Linked DNA regions of Mus musculus: region 1 is linked to region 2. Evidence: chromatin contacts called from public Hi-C data. All regions are on one chromosome and are shown on one strand. The core of a region is the stretch at or near the end of the contact, and the rest is flanking DNA. Distances in the headings are between cores, read along the strand shown. Region 1 overlaps Dpp6 (dipeptidylpeptidase 6). Region 2 overlaps Dpp6 (dipeptidylpeptidase 6).

Region 1 (6,074 bases), core at 571-3,070, 120 kb after region 2:
GGCTCCACCAAACTCTTCTTTTTATTATTATTACTTTTAGATTTTTTCTTTATTTACATTTCAAATGTTATCCCCTTTCCTAGTTTCCCCTACAAAAATCCCCTACCCCCTTCCTCCTCCCCCTGCTCCCCAACCCACCCACTCCCATTCCTGGTCCTGGCATTCCCCTATATTGGGGCATAGAGTCTTCAGAGGACCAAGGGCCTCTCCTCTCATTGATGACCAACTAGGCCATCCTCTGCTACATATATAGCTAGAGCCACAAGTTCCACCATGTGTTTTCTTTGATTGGTGGTATAGTTCCAAGGAGCTTGGGGGTACTGGTTAGTTCATATTGATGTACCTCCTATAGGGCTTCAGATCCCTTCAGGGTATTTCTCTGGCTCCTTCATTGGGGAACTTGTGCACTGTCCAATAGATGACTGTGAGCATCCACTTCTGTATTTGCTAGGCACTGCCAGAGCCTCGCAGGAGATGGCTATATCAGGCTCCTGTCATCTCTTGTTGGCATGTACCTAGTGACTGGGTTTGGTGGTTGTTTATGGGATGGTTCCCCAAGTAGAGCAGTCTCTGGATGATTGTTCCTTCAGGCTCTGCTCCAACCTTTGTCTCTGTAACTCCTTCCATGGGTATTTTGTTCCCCATTCTAAGAAGGAACGAAGTATCCACACTTTGGTTTTCCTTCTTCTTGAGTTTCATGTGTTTTGCAAACTGTATCTTGGGTATTCTAAGTTTCTGGGCTAATATCCACTTATCAGTGAGTGCATGTCATGTGTGTTCTTTTGTGACTGGGTTACCTCACTCAGGATGATATCCTCCAGATACAACCATTTGCCCAAGAATTTCATAAATTCATTATTTTTAATAGCTGAGTAGTACTCCATTGTGTAAATGTACCACATTTTCTGTATCCATTCCTCTGTTGAGGGACATCTGGGTTCTTTCCAGCTTCTGGCTATTATAAATAAGGCTGCTATGAACATAGTGGAACATGTGTCCTTATTACAAGTTGGAACATCTTCTGGATATATGCCTAGGAGAGGTATTGCTGGATCTTCTGGTAGTACTATATCCAATTTTCTGAGGAACCACCAAACTGATATTCAGAGTGGTTGTACCAGCTTGCAATCCTACCAGCAATGGAAGAGTGTTCCTCTTTCTCCACATCCTTGCCAGCATCTCCAGCCAAACTCTTAAGAGAAGATTTTGCATCCTTTAGTCTAGCAAATGGTAGTCAAAGCTTGCACATGAAGAACAAGAGTCTGGCCTGGCTTCTTGAAATTCAGCATGGGCCTCCTCCTCTGAGAATCTACACTACATATGTATCTACACATCAGCATGACATACATGCTGAAACTGATCTTCCTAGGAAGTAACTTAAAAAAACAGGGAGGTGGCAAAAAGTCTCAGTGTTCCTCCTGTTGAGGGTAAAGGTGAGTCCAACAGCTTCGGGTTCAGCCTTGTCCTGGCTTCAATTCCCTGAGAAAATCTGTGGTTCAGCATCTGCCGCCAGGCTTCTCAGGGTAAGAGATGGGTAGTAGATACAGGAGAAGGGTGTGGTCCACCAGCCTGGAGAGAGGGCTTTGAGCATCCTGGTCACTCAGATCCTCCTCTTCTCAAGGTTAGGCTTATCAGAGATCTCCCTCCTGCGTAGTCTGGGTCCACTTACTGCTGCTTCCTGTGTCCCTCCCTTGTGATTCTTGCTGCCCAGATCTCCAAGCTTCAGATGCTGTTTCTGTCCAGAGCATCCATGGTTCTTTAGCCAAGCATAAGAAAGTGGAGTGATTCCCAGGACAGAATCAAGGTCAAACCTAAACCAATCTTCCAGCTGTGCAGGGCACAGCTCTGCCGTCACGGCCAGCTGCTCCATATAGGATGTCAGCAGTGATAATGGGCACATGGAGATCGGGAGGCTTAGCCACATCCCATCCCTCTTGATAATGTTTTCAGTGTCTGTGGCATATGTGTGTTTCTATTAGTTTCTTTGAGCCCTGGATGACTGCTTCATACCTGCTACCCCATAGTCATCTAAATTTTTCAGGAATCTGTTCATTAAAAAAGAACTTTCTCTGGCAGGTGGTAAAAATCTTTGCAGCTCACTACTGAGACACCCAAATCTCTGCCTCCTGAACCCCTCCTAATGGAGTTTTTGCCATTTGCATGAGATGCATTCTCAGTGCACTTGATTAAGTGAGGCTTGGCTCTTGTACCTGCTTGGTTCCTTGGGGTAGCTGTATGGGAAAAGGTGAGGAGCTGCTGGGATCAGCAGAAGGATCTAGGTCTACATGGCCATGAACAAACCTTGGCTGTGTTTGTGCCAATGCCCATTCACATGTCTTGAGGAGAGCGTGGCTAGAGGCCCACAAGTCCATTTGGCAAGGCTGGCTTCAGGAATCTAAGGGCTCCTGGTGGAACCGGGATGAGAAATAAAAGGTCTCTGGCTCTGCACATGCAAGTTGATGAGCACCATGCCGAGTCAGCAGATAGGGCACTGGGCAGTCTTTCCTGTATGTGCTCTCTGGCCACTTTGAAAACTATTCCCTACAGACTATAAGGGGGCTTCCTCACTGACACAGGCACTCACAGGGACCACAGTGTGAGATCTCCTTGGGAAGGCCTTGGGAAATCCTTCACTTTGGGTTCTCCCTGACAACAAATAGGTTTTAGCAAGGCACTCTAAGCTGCCTGCTGCCTAGCAAGCTGGAGCAATCTTGATCAAGGAGCCAATTCTTGTTTGGAGATCTTGGAGCTTATCTTCGGTCCAGACACTTGGGAGATGCTTTTAAAAGGCCCAGCGAGTGGGATAAGTTCTCATCTTTGGTCTGCACAGCCTTCCTGCCTTGCAGGGCACACATGTTCTTTGCTATCTGTTAACATTTCTGAAGGAAGACTTGGAGAAAGTGCCTGTACACATGAGATGACTTAGTTTTGACTTGGCCAGAGGTTCTCTACCTATATAGTAATCTGCAAAGGCCTGGACTCCAGAAGATGAACAGCATTTCTCCTACAAGGGGGTTGTGATTAATTGAAAAATATCAGCAACATATAGCCCATTTCATCTTGCTGTAGCAAAAACACTCCTGGGATCTACCCCACTAATAGGTTTTTAACTGTGTGGCATGGCATTGTGGACTCCAGGCTCAGTGCTATACCGCAGATATTAGAATGTATTCATCTTGCAAAAGTGAGTCATTATGTCTGCTCATTAGCAAGCCCCTCGCCCCTCTCCTCAAGCACTGTGGGTTTCTCTGAGAATATTTTTGAGAACTCCCAGGGATGTAAGATTTACCCTGAATTTGCATAGCTTCACCTGCAGTGTCTCATAAGGCAGAAATCCCTGCTTTTTCACCCATAAGACAGTCAAGGTCAAGTGTACAACGAATCTGGTATCTGGGGAACCAGCACCAGAGAGAAACCCACAGAGTTCTACCACCACCAATTCTCACTTTTCCACATAATGACTCCTGAGAACTGATCTGATGGATGAGGGAATTGAGGAACCTGGGGGCATGGCCTGTCCAGCAGCAGAAAATTCCGTTGAGATGTTGTCTATCATCTTTCAAATGTCAGCAGATTGTATATGATGACCGTCTTCAACTTAGATGCACCAGACTCTCTTGAGCTCTTCACTGAGAAGTGGGAAGAGCCTGAAGGAGTTTCCTATATGCCCATGGTGCGGAACTCAGCACCCCTGGGGATCACTTCCCATTGGACTGTGGTCCCTAAGGACAATGGCTAGCTCTCTGCTATGCTGTTGTTCTTGTCTGTGGATAGCAGCTCACAGCCTCAGAGGGGACCAATGAATTCTTCCTGAGATAATACAGATGGTATGACTCAGGACTTAACCTGTTCCAGACAGCTTAGGTTAAAGAGGAAACTCTAGTTGACAGGCTGTGTTGAGACTGCAGTTTGAGGCAGGGGCTGCTGATTTTGTTGATTGACTAAGATCCTAAGGGGTTGAGGTGTTTCCAGGGTGCAGGCCAAGATGGTCCACTTCATGATACTCTTTCCAGAGGCTTCATCTGTCTTGCTGCTGAGCTCTAAGGATAAGTGTGCCACGGTGACGTCCAGAACCAGGGATGCAACTAGGGTGTGGCAGGGACCCTCCACACTCACAGAGGCCAGTGGTTATACGACTAGAGTCTCGCCTTAGAGGTTTGGCACCAGCCTTTCAGCAACACTGAATCACTTAGAATCTAAGCATCTTGGTTAACAGGGCTCTGATGTTGAATAACATAGGTGTTTATACATTTTCTTAAGTCATAGCCAGCACTGGAAGGTAGCTAACTCAATGCAAACAAACCAAAGCAGACTTCTCAGTGGCAAGCCACGGTGTTTTCTCTTGTCCTTTTGGCCAAAGCAGTATAAGTAAGCCATTGGGTGCCCTGTAAAAACATATTGGAATCAGAACCAAACACTCAGAGCAGCAAAGTCTGGGCTGTGGGAGAGCAGGCAGACCTCTGCTAGAATTTGAGTTTGCCTGTCAATTGATCAATTGTTGGTCTTGTAAAATGACTGGGCTCTGGACTTCCAGAAGGGGCTGGATTCCAGGACAGTGTCTCTGCAACTCCTGCTTAGTGGAATCTTAACTACAAAATCAGATCAATGCTACCCAGGCCCCAGGACACAATTCCTAATGTAATTAGTGGCTATTAGTGACATTATCAGGTAGCCAAGTTCTTTCCAGTAAATGGCTACCTGTAACCAGGGCTGTGAGACTGGAAAGAGAAGCAGACATGAGGGGCTGAGGAGATGTTCACAGAGGAAGAACACAAAGCAGAGCCGTGGCTGAGGGGAAGGCCTCTGGCATTGCCTAACTTGAAGGCTCTCTGCTGGGTCAGGATTCATCCCCACCTGAAACCCCTTGGTTAACCCTGCTTTCCTAAGAGTTTCGGTGCAGCATTCATCCAGCTATGTCTAGTAGAAGCAGGAAGCAAGAGTTCAGGTTGGTAGAAGCCCCTACTAGGTCCAACATGGAGGCCTAGGCCTTAGGAATTTCTGGGGCACTGTATGCTGTCTGGCTTTCTCTTGAGGGTCAGATGCAGCAGGGAGCCTGTGACCTCTAAGGGCACCACACAGGTTGCACTCTTCTTCATTCCGGTTGATTTTCAGTTGATATAGATTTATCCACTCTAAAGGCGAAACCGAAGTTTTCTGACTTGTAAAGAAAGACCAAGGCAAACCAGAAGGGAGGTCTGTCTCTCTAATCACCCCTAACCACCTGCATTTTGTAGCCAGGGATAGTGGAAAAGACTGCATCCTTCTTGATCCCCCTGACCAGGTGGGAGCCATAGGACTAGTACTGCTGCAGGCAACTAGCTCAGCAATGGGGGCGCCCGGTGACCTGGATTCATGAAGGTTTCCTGGTGGATACAGTGACAAGGCTGCTGGTGCTTCGGCGAGCTTGTAGCGTCCACAGGCCTCAACCCTTCCGCGGCCCCCGCCCCAGCCCCAGCCAGGCAGAGCACAGCCGGAGCATGCGCCTTTGCGCGGCAGCGGACAGGAGGCGGTGGGGAAGCAGCACGCATCACTCGGGCCCCTGCCTGCACTCAGCCGCCAGTTGCCGGTTGCTAAGCAGTTATTGTTTCTGTGGCGATTGCAGAGGCTGTGGCTAATTGGAGAAGCCCCACTGAGCATCAGCGTCTTCTTCTGCCGAGCCTGTCTTTGCTCTTTGCATTTAAAGAGCAAACTAGGCTGCTCTACCCAGCTCCCTCCCCCCACCGCCCCCCAAAAACCTGGTGATTTTGGAAGTATGGACTAGAATCGCTTTCCTCCTCACCCTACCATTCTGATCCTGGTGCCTCCAAAGTCTCAGTCAAACCCCTTCTGTCTCTGGGGTGGCGAGTGCCCGGACAGACCATGACCACAGCCAAGGAGCCCAGCGCCTCAGGAAAATCTGTACAGCAGCAGGATCAGGTAAGGCTGCTGGTGTGTGTGTGTGTGTGAGTGTGTGTGTGTGTGTGTGTGTGTGTGTGTGTGTCAGAGAGAGAGGGGAGGGAGGGAGGGAAGAAGAGAGAGAGGGAGAGAGAGAGAGGAGAGAGAGAGAGAAAGAGAGAGAGAGACTATTCAGTGTC
Region 2 (5,634 bases), core at 2,143-4,642:
ATTAATTAATATTGGCTATTGAAAACACTATTCTTGTTTGTGGCTTCAAAGTGAAAGACCCTTTATTCCCAGGACAGTGGTTAAGATCACCACATGATAAATGGATAATGACCTCATGCTTAATTCACTGTACATGTACTTTGTTAAGTAGCTGAAGTAAGTGATGGAGGTGGCAATTTAAACACAGTATATGAGTGGAAAATATTTGAACTTAACAGATCAACACAAGGCATTAAATATTGGATAAGAAGCTGGAGCTTGGCTGGCATTGGATAATTTATTTGGTTTGAGATTTGGGTTTGCAAACTGAATACATAATTTATTGTGCAGTGAACATAAAAATAAATATACAATCTGATTCTCCAAATGTATTCATAAGTGGGCTAGGAAGGTCACAGAAGTAACTGCTTGGGAGGTGGGTGGGATGGGTGGGGTGGGTGGGATGGGGTGGGGTGGGTGGGATGGGTGGGGTGGGTGGGATGGGTGGGGTGGGTGGGATGGGTGGGGTGGGTGGGATGGGGTGGGCTTCTCCTGTATCTGGTCTTCATGGACTGATGTTCCTCTGTTGGATCGTGTTTGCATGTTTATTTCCTGCTGTTCTTTACTGACTCACTTCAGGCAAGGCCAAGTCTTTAGCTTTGTCTGTTCACACCGTGGAGACTTAGTTGGAATGATGCCAGCCCTCTTTCCTTACCATCTTTTGCAGTTTTGTTATGGTCCCCTCATAATTTGCTAAGCGCCAAAACCGAACCATGCCACACTAGCACTTGAGTGTCATGAAACAGGAGGTAAATGACATTCACAAGGTTCTTTGTGGGCACCTCATTGGTACAGCATCCACTGGATTCCCCACTGTCGACAATGAATAAAGACTCTGTCTAACCTCAGTAGCCCTCCATTTTCCTGCACATAATGGCCTCAGAACAGGTTGTTTCCAAGTCAACTGACCCTACCAAATGGGTACCCCCCCCCCTTTTTAAAGTATCGTATCCTATGTAGCAATGAGATGTCAGAGGACCCAAAACACATCTGGGAATGTTGCCTGGGATTTATGATCAGTCCTGGGAGAACATCTGTAAATGATGGTTGGGAGTTAGTTGAATGACTGGTGGAAGGTACATCCAGAGGAGGGAGGAGCAGAGCCTGCTCTGCCCAGAGCACAGAGTCAATCATAGCAGAGTGCTCTTTGGGCCAACAAATATGTCTTCCTGTAGTACAACCAATTTAAGCTTATCCTCGACTAGCTTAAAAATAAGTGAGACTCAGACTATGGTTATTTTATTTAGATTTGGCAATTACTGGGAAGTAACTCCTAAACTACTCTTCTGACTGATGCTTTGGATCCTCCCCAGAGGTGTACCCCAGGTAGTTGCTGTTTCCCCCAGCCATGTGCTTATGCTCCATCACCCCTCATGGTGATTTCCTCCTCTCGTTCTTACTCCTTCTCCTCCAGGTCTCATTTCATTCCTTTCTCTTCTTCATCCCTGACCAGGTCACTCACCTACCTCTAAGCCCTCCAGTAACTGGCTGTAGCCAATTTTAGTTAGCCAATAGTTTAAATCAAGGAACAAGGTTTGCACAACAAAAGTTTGTAAAGATTCACTGTAGGCCTAAGACCTTCAGGTGCAGAATGTAGTGTTACTGTGCATAGCAACAAATCAAACCTCAGTATCTTCTCTGAATGCTGGAATTTCTGAATGTTCTGACAGTATAGGAGGGTGAATCTTGATCATCAACTGAATTGAGGGGGGCCAGGGAACCACCTGTCTGGAAGATCCCTGTGAGAACATTTCAAGACAGTACTAAGTAGGGAGACTTACCTGACTCTGTGAGGCTCCTTCCATAGTCTGGGTCCTAGGTGGAAGAAAACAGAAAGGAGGATTGTGATAGTTTGAATGAGAATCCCCCACCCCCATACTCTTGGGAATTTGTACACTTGGCTCCAAATGAAAGCTCTATATGAGAGGTTTAGAAGGCATGACTTGCTGAACAAAGTATGACCCAGAGGAAAGCAGTGTTGTGAGTTTAACCACAAGTGTCATTTACAGTTGGCACTCTCTATTTCATGCTTATATTTTAAAATGTGAGCTGTCAGCTTGCTGCTCCAGACACCCCGTCGTCTGCCACTTCCTCACTCTGGTGGGCTCTTCTTCCTCTGGAACTGTAGCTCAAATAAACCCTTCCTTCTATAAGTTACCTTAGTTATGGCTTTCTATCATAGCAATAAATAAGTAGCTAATCAAGGATAAAGCCCCCAAGCCCAGGCATTCCTATGGTCTGTTCCCTGGCCACTATGATGTGAGCGCTTACGTCACTGTGTTCTCACCACTGTGATAAACTGAGTTCTTAAGCCCTTTCTCCTTTAAGTTGTTCACATCAGGGGTTTTACCATGACAGTGCAAAAGTACCTAAAACAAGAGGGCTATTGAACTGTCAGTTTTCCAGGGATATGCTCCTAGGAACTCTGTGTCCGGTGCTCCTGCTGTCAGTGAACCTGAAAGTATTCCAGTGGAGGGAGCTGGGAATGTAGGCTTACCTCCCAGATACACTATGAAACCACTTAACATTTCAGTTTTGAATAGGCAATGTATATTTAATATAAAAATTCAATGCACCAAGAAAAGTAATAGCAATCTAACAAAAGAAGAAAACCAAAGGTGATCTATAATATAAATTGTTAACAGTTGGGCAAATTTTCTTCCTGAAGTTTTTTAGACCTGTGTAGGTTTATTGAAATCTAAGTCCATGTACATTGTGCAAATTTATTCAAACAAGGGCTCTTTTACTTACAAAATTAATTTACAAAAATGATAGTACCTTATGCTTTGCTCTGCCCTGGTACCTTGTACAGAAATAAATTCCAAGCATCTTTGCACACCACTAACTCAGTTGTCATCCTAATACCTCCCAGCTATCAGAATGTGTGTTAGAATTGCATAGTTAAAAAAAAAAGCAATTGATACATGTTGGAAAGGTGCCTTTTAGGAGAGTCCCATTAGTCTGCACTCTCATCAGCAGTACAGAAGGGGAACCCCTCAGGGTGTTATCATTGCTTCAATTGTTGCCAACCTAGTAGCTGGTAGGCTCAAACTTGCATCTGTTTTATTAGAAGAGGTTGTGTTTTTGTGCCTGTGGACCTTCCCGTTTCTTAGGTCTTTGCAGCTCAGGTGTCTGGGCTCTTGTCTCATGCATTCTCCATATTATTCACACTAACACCCAGTCATTTATTTCTCTACACCTGGGATGGTGAGTTCCAGCAGCCATTACGTCATCTCCCACAGTCCATTCCAACCCCTGGCCTAATGCCATCACAGCATGTGTTCAGTGCGGGTTTGAGAAGACAGGCTGCATTATTGTCAGGCTTACATTGTGTAATGGTAGCTGAATGGCCTTATTGAAGCATCTCCCATCATGTCTCTATTTGGCCTGAACTCTGTGTAAATATGAGGAGACCTAGGGAAGCAGCATGACTAGATGATGACTGTTCTCTACATGTCTACACCTCTACATAGCCACATGTCCAGCCCTGCAGTGCCAGGGCAGGTCGTGAGCAAAGGGTGGGAGCGCGTGCTCTGGCCCATGCTGCACGTGAAATCACCTGTTCTTGGAGGGGCTCACACAGATCTATAGTGTTCTCTGTGCCCCATGGTACTCCAGGCAGCCTCTCTCAAGCCAGAAGTCAGAAAGCAGGAAGGCCCAGCATAATTGTGAGAATTCCCTCACTCCATTTGTATATCTAGGAGATGAGGGACCTACTAAGCACCCAAAAATGCCCTTCTCTTCCCCATTTCACTTATAGCTTGAACTTTCTTTGTAGCCTCCTTCCAACAAAACTGGTCACCAGGTCCTTGTCTCAGGTCTCTATGTCCCCACTCTTTCTCAGTCTTACTATGTTCTCTCTCTCTCTCTCTCTCTCTCTCTCTCTCTCTCTCTCTCTCTCTCTCTCTCTCCTTCCCTCCCTCCTCTCCCTTCCTCCCTCCTGTCCTCCTTTCCCTCCCTCCCTTCCTCCCTTTCCTCCTTCCAATCCTCCCTTTCCTCCCTTCCCTCTCTCTTTTCTTCAACTCTTTCTCTCTTCCTTCTGTCCTTTTCTTATTATGAATGATACATGCATGAATGGAGAAGAAGAAACTTAAAATGCATCTGCCAAACTTAGTAAATACTGACCTGCAGACTAGGTGGGAAGCTTCTACATACTCCTTTATTTCTCAAATTTTATTTTAAAATAAATGAAACACATCTACACTTCCAACAGACATGGAAACCATGATCTATGCAACACAGCTTCACATTTCCTTCATGTTTCCTCAATCATGTTTCCTGCCAAGCCTCACAGATATCCCAAACCTTGCCTCTCAAACATACACCTCATTATACCTAACTTAAATGGGTCCCATAAGAGTGGCACTTGGACACCTGATGTCCCACCAGCCTTCATGATGGATATCTGGGCTATGGCTCAAAGCACTTGGCAAGAGGATTCTCTTTCAGATGGTATTAAGTGAGCTGATAATTGGTGAGGCTTACTGCCTAGCTTTCTCCTGGATCCGTCTACATCTGATGCTCATGATGACCTGGAAACAGGGAGATAAACAGGCCCATTTCCAGTGCTTTTGTGTATATGGTTTCAGCCACATCTCTGGATTGGAACTGCACAGCAATATTTGTAGAATGACAGTGATATGACCCTGGCCAGGAGCCACCTGTTCAGACATTTGCTCTCCAATGCCACACCTTCTCCCCTTGAACTGGGATGATAATGCCAGCTACCACAGAGATTGCTGGGAACAGGCAGCCAGTAAGGAGCTGCAAAGCCCTGGATTGTGTTGTGCTATGTCACCGTCAGAGTTATCTGGCTTCACTTCATCCATCTCTGATGATCTGAAATGACCTAATTTTTTAAAGCAATGATATTTAGCTTATCTTGAAATGTCAAATGTCATTAAAGGGCATGTGCTGTTTTAAGGAATGAGTTTAAATTCCTTTCTATGCACTGCTCTCCCCACCTTTATCTATACTGGTCCCCGTGGTTTTTACAAAGTCTACAGAGGGTCACTGTTCCAGGAAGTTGTACTACACACAGAAGACATCATTTCTCTCCACAGGGATGCTCATGGCTTACCCCATCCTAGGACATGTAGACTGGGTGGGGGCTTCTACATTTTCCCTTATTTCTCAAAATTTCTTTTAGAATACATCTACACTTTCAACAGATACACAACCATGATCTATACAACCCAGCCTCATGTTTCCTCAATGAGCCAAGCCTCACAGATATCCCAAACATACACCTCATCATACCTGACCAAAAATGGTCCCATTTAAGGGACCTGTAGCCTCCCAACCCCCAGTAGCATTGTGCCAAAAAGTATTCTCAGTACCTTTAGCATCAGGTAGTTTGACCTTCAGCTGGCCATTCTTTCTGGAAACTGTAAGTTCCAAAACTGCTTGCTGCCTTCTGCTTGGTTCAGTGTATCGCTCAGTGGGGCTTTGTAAAGACCCCCACTTATCATCTTATCAGAAACCAGCCAGGAGGATGGGACTGAGCCTGCTAGTCCAGACCCTCCCCTGTCTGCTGGATGCTGGGATGGAAATTACAGTGAGTGTCCTTGCATCCCTCCACAGCTCCAGCTGCAA

Evidence for each region. Hi-C and Micro-C count contacts between places; a contact is called where the count stands out from the background.
Region 1: a contact with region 2 is called in a Hi-C map of cerebellar granule neurons, with 1.9 times the contacts expected there. The contact joins two enhancer-like sites. A contact is called at or near these places in 5 of 484 Hi-C or Micro-C datasets (cerebellar granule neurons, cerebellum, cerebral cortex and 1 more), 3 of 115 datasets of contacts at active chromatin or transcription factors (embryonic stem cells, forebrain and stem cell-derived neural progenitor cells) and 2 of 9 other capture datasets (liver and macrophages).

What each region holds. Positions count from the first base shown.
Region 1 is chr5:27,256,446-27,262,519 of GRCm38.p6, forward strand. All of the region lies in intron 1 of Dpp6 (dipeptidylpeptidase 6), which reads left to right. Among named protein-coding and RNA genes, the nearest start is that of Dpp6, 210 kb to the left of the region's middle. Within about 2 kb of position 1,821, at least 2 of the 459 cell types and tissues checked have an H3K27ac peak or open chromatin away from gene starts, as enhancers often do. A contact at or near this core is called in cerebellar granule neurons, where this site is marked.
Region 2 is chr5:27,130,104-27,135,737 of GRCm38.p6, forward strand. All of the region lies in intron 1 of Dpp6 (dipeptidylpeptidase 6), which reads left to right. Among named protein-coding and RNA genes, the nearest start is that of Dpp6, 84 kb to the left of the region's middle. Within about 2 kb of position 3,393, at least 15 of the 459 cell types and tissues checked have an H3K27ac peak or open chromatin away from gene starts, as enhancers often do. A contact at or near this core is called in cerebellar granule neurons, where this site is marked.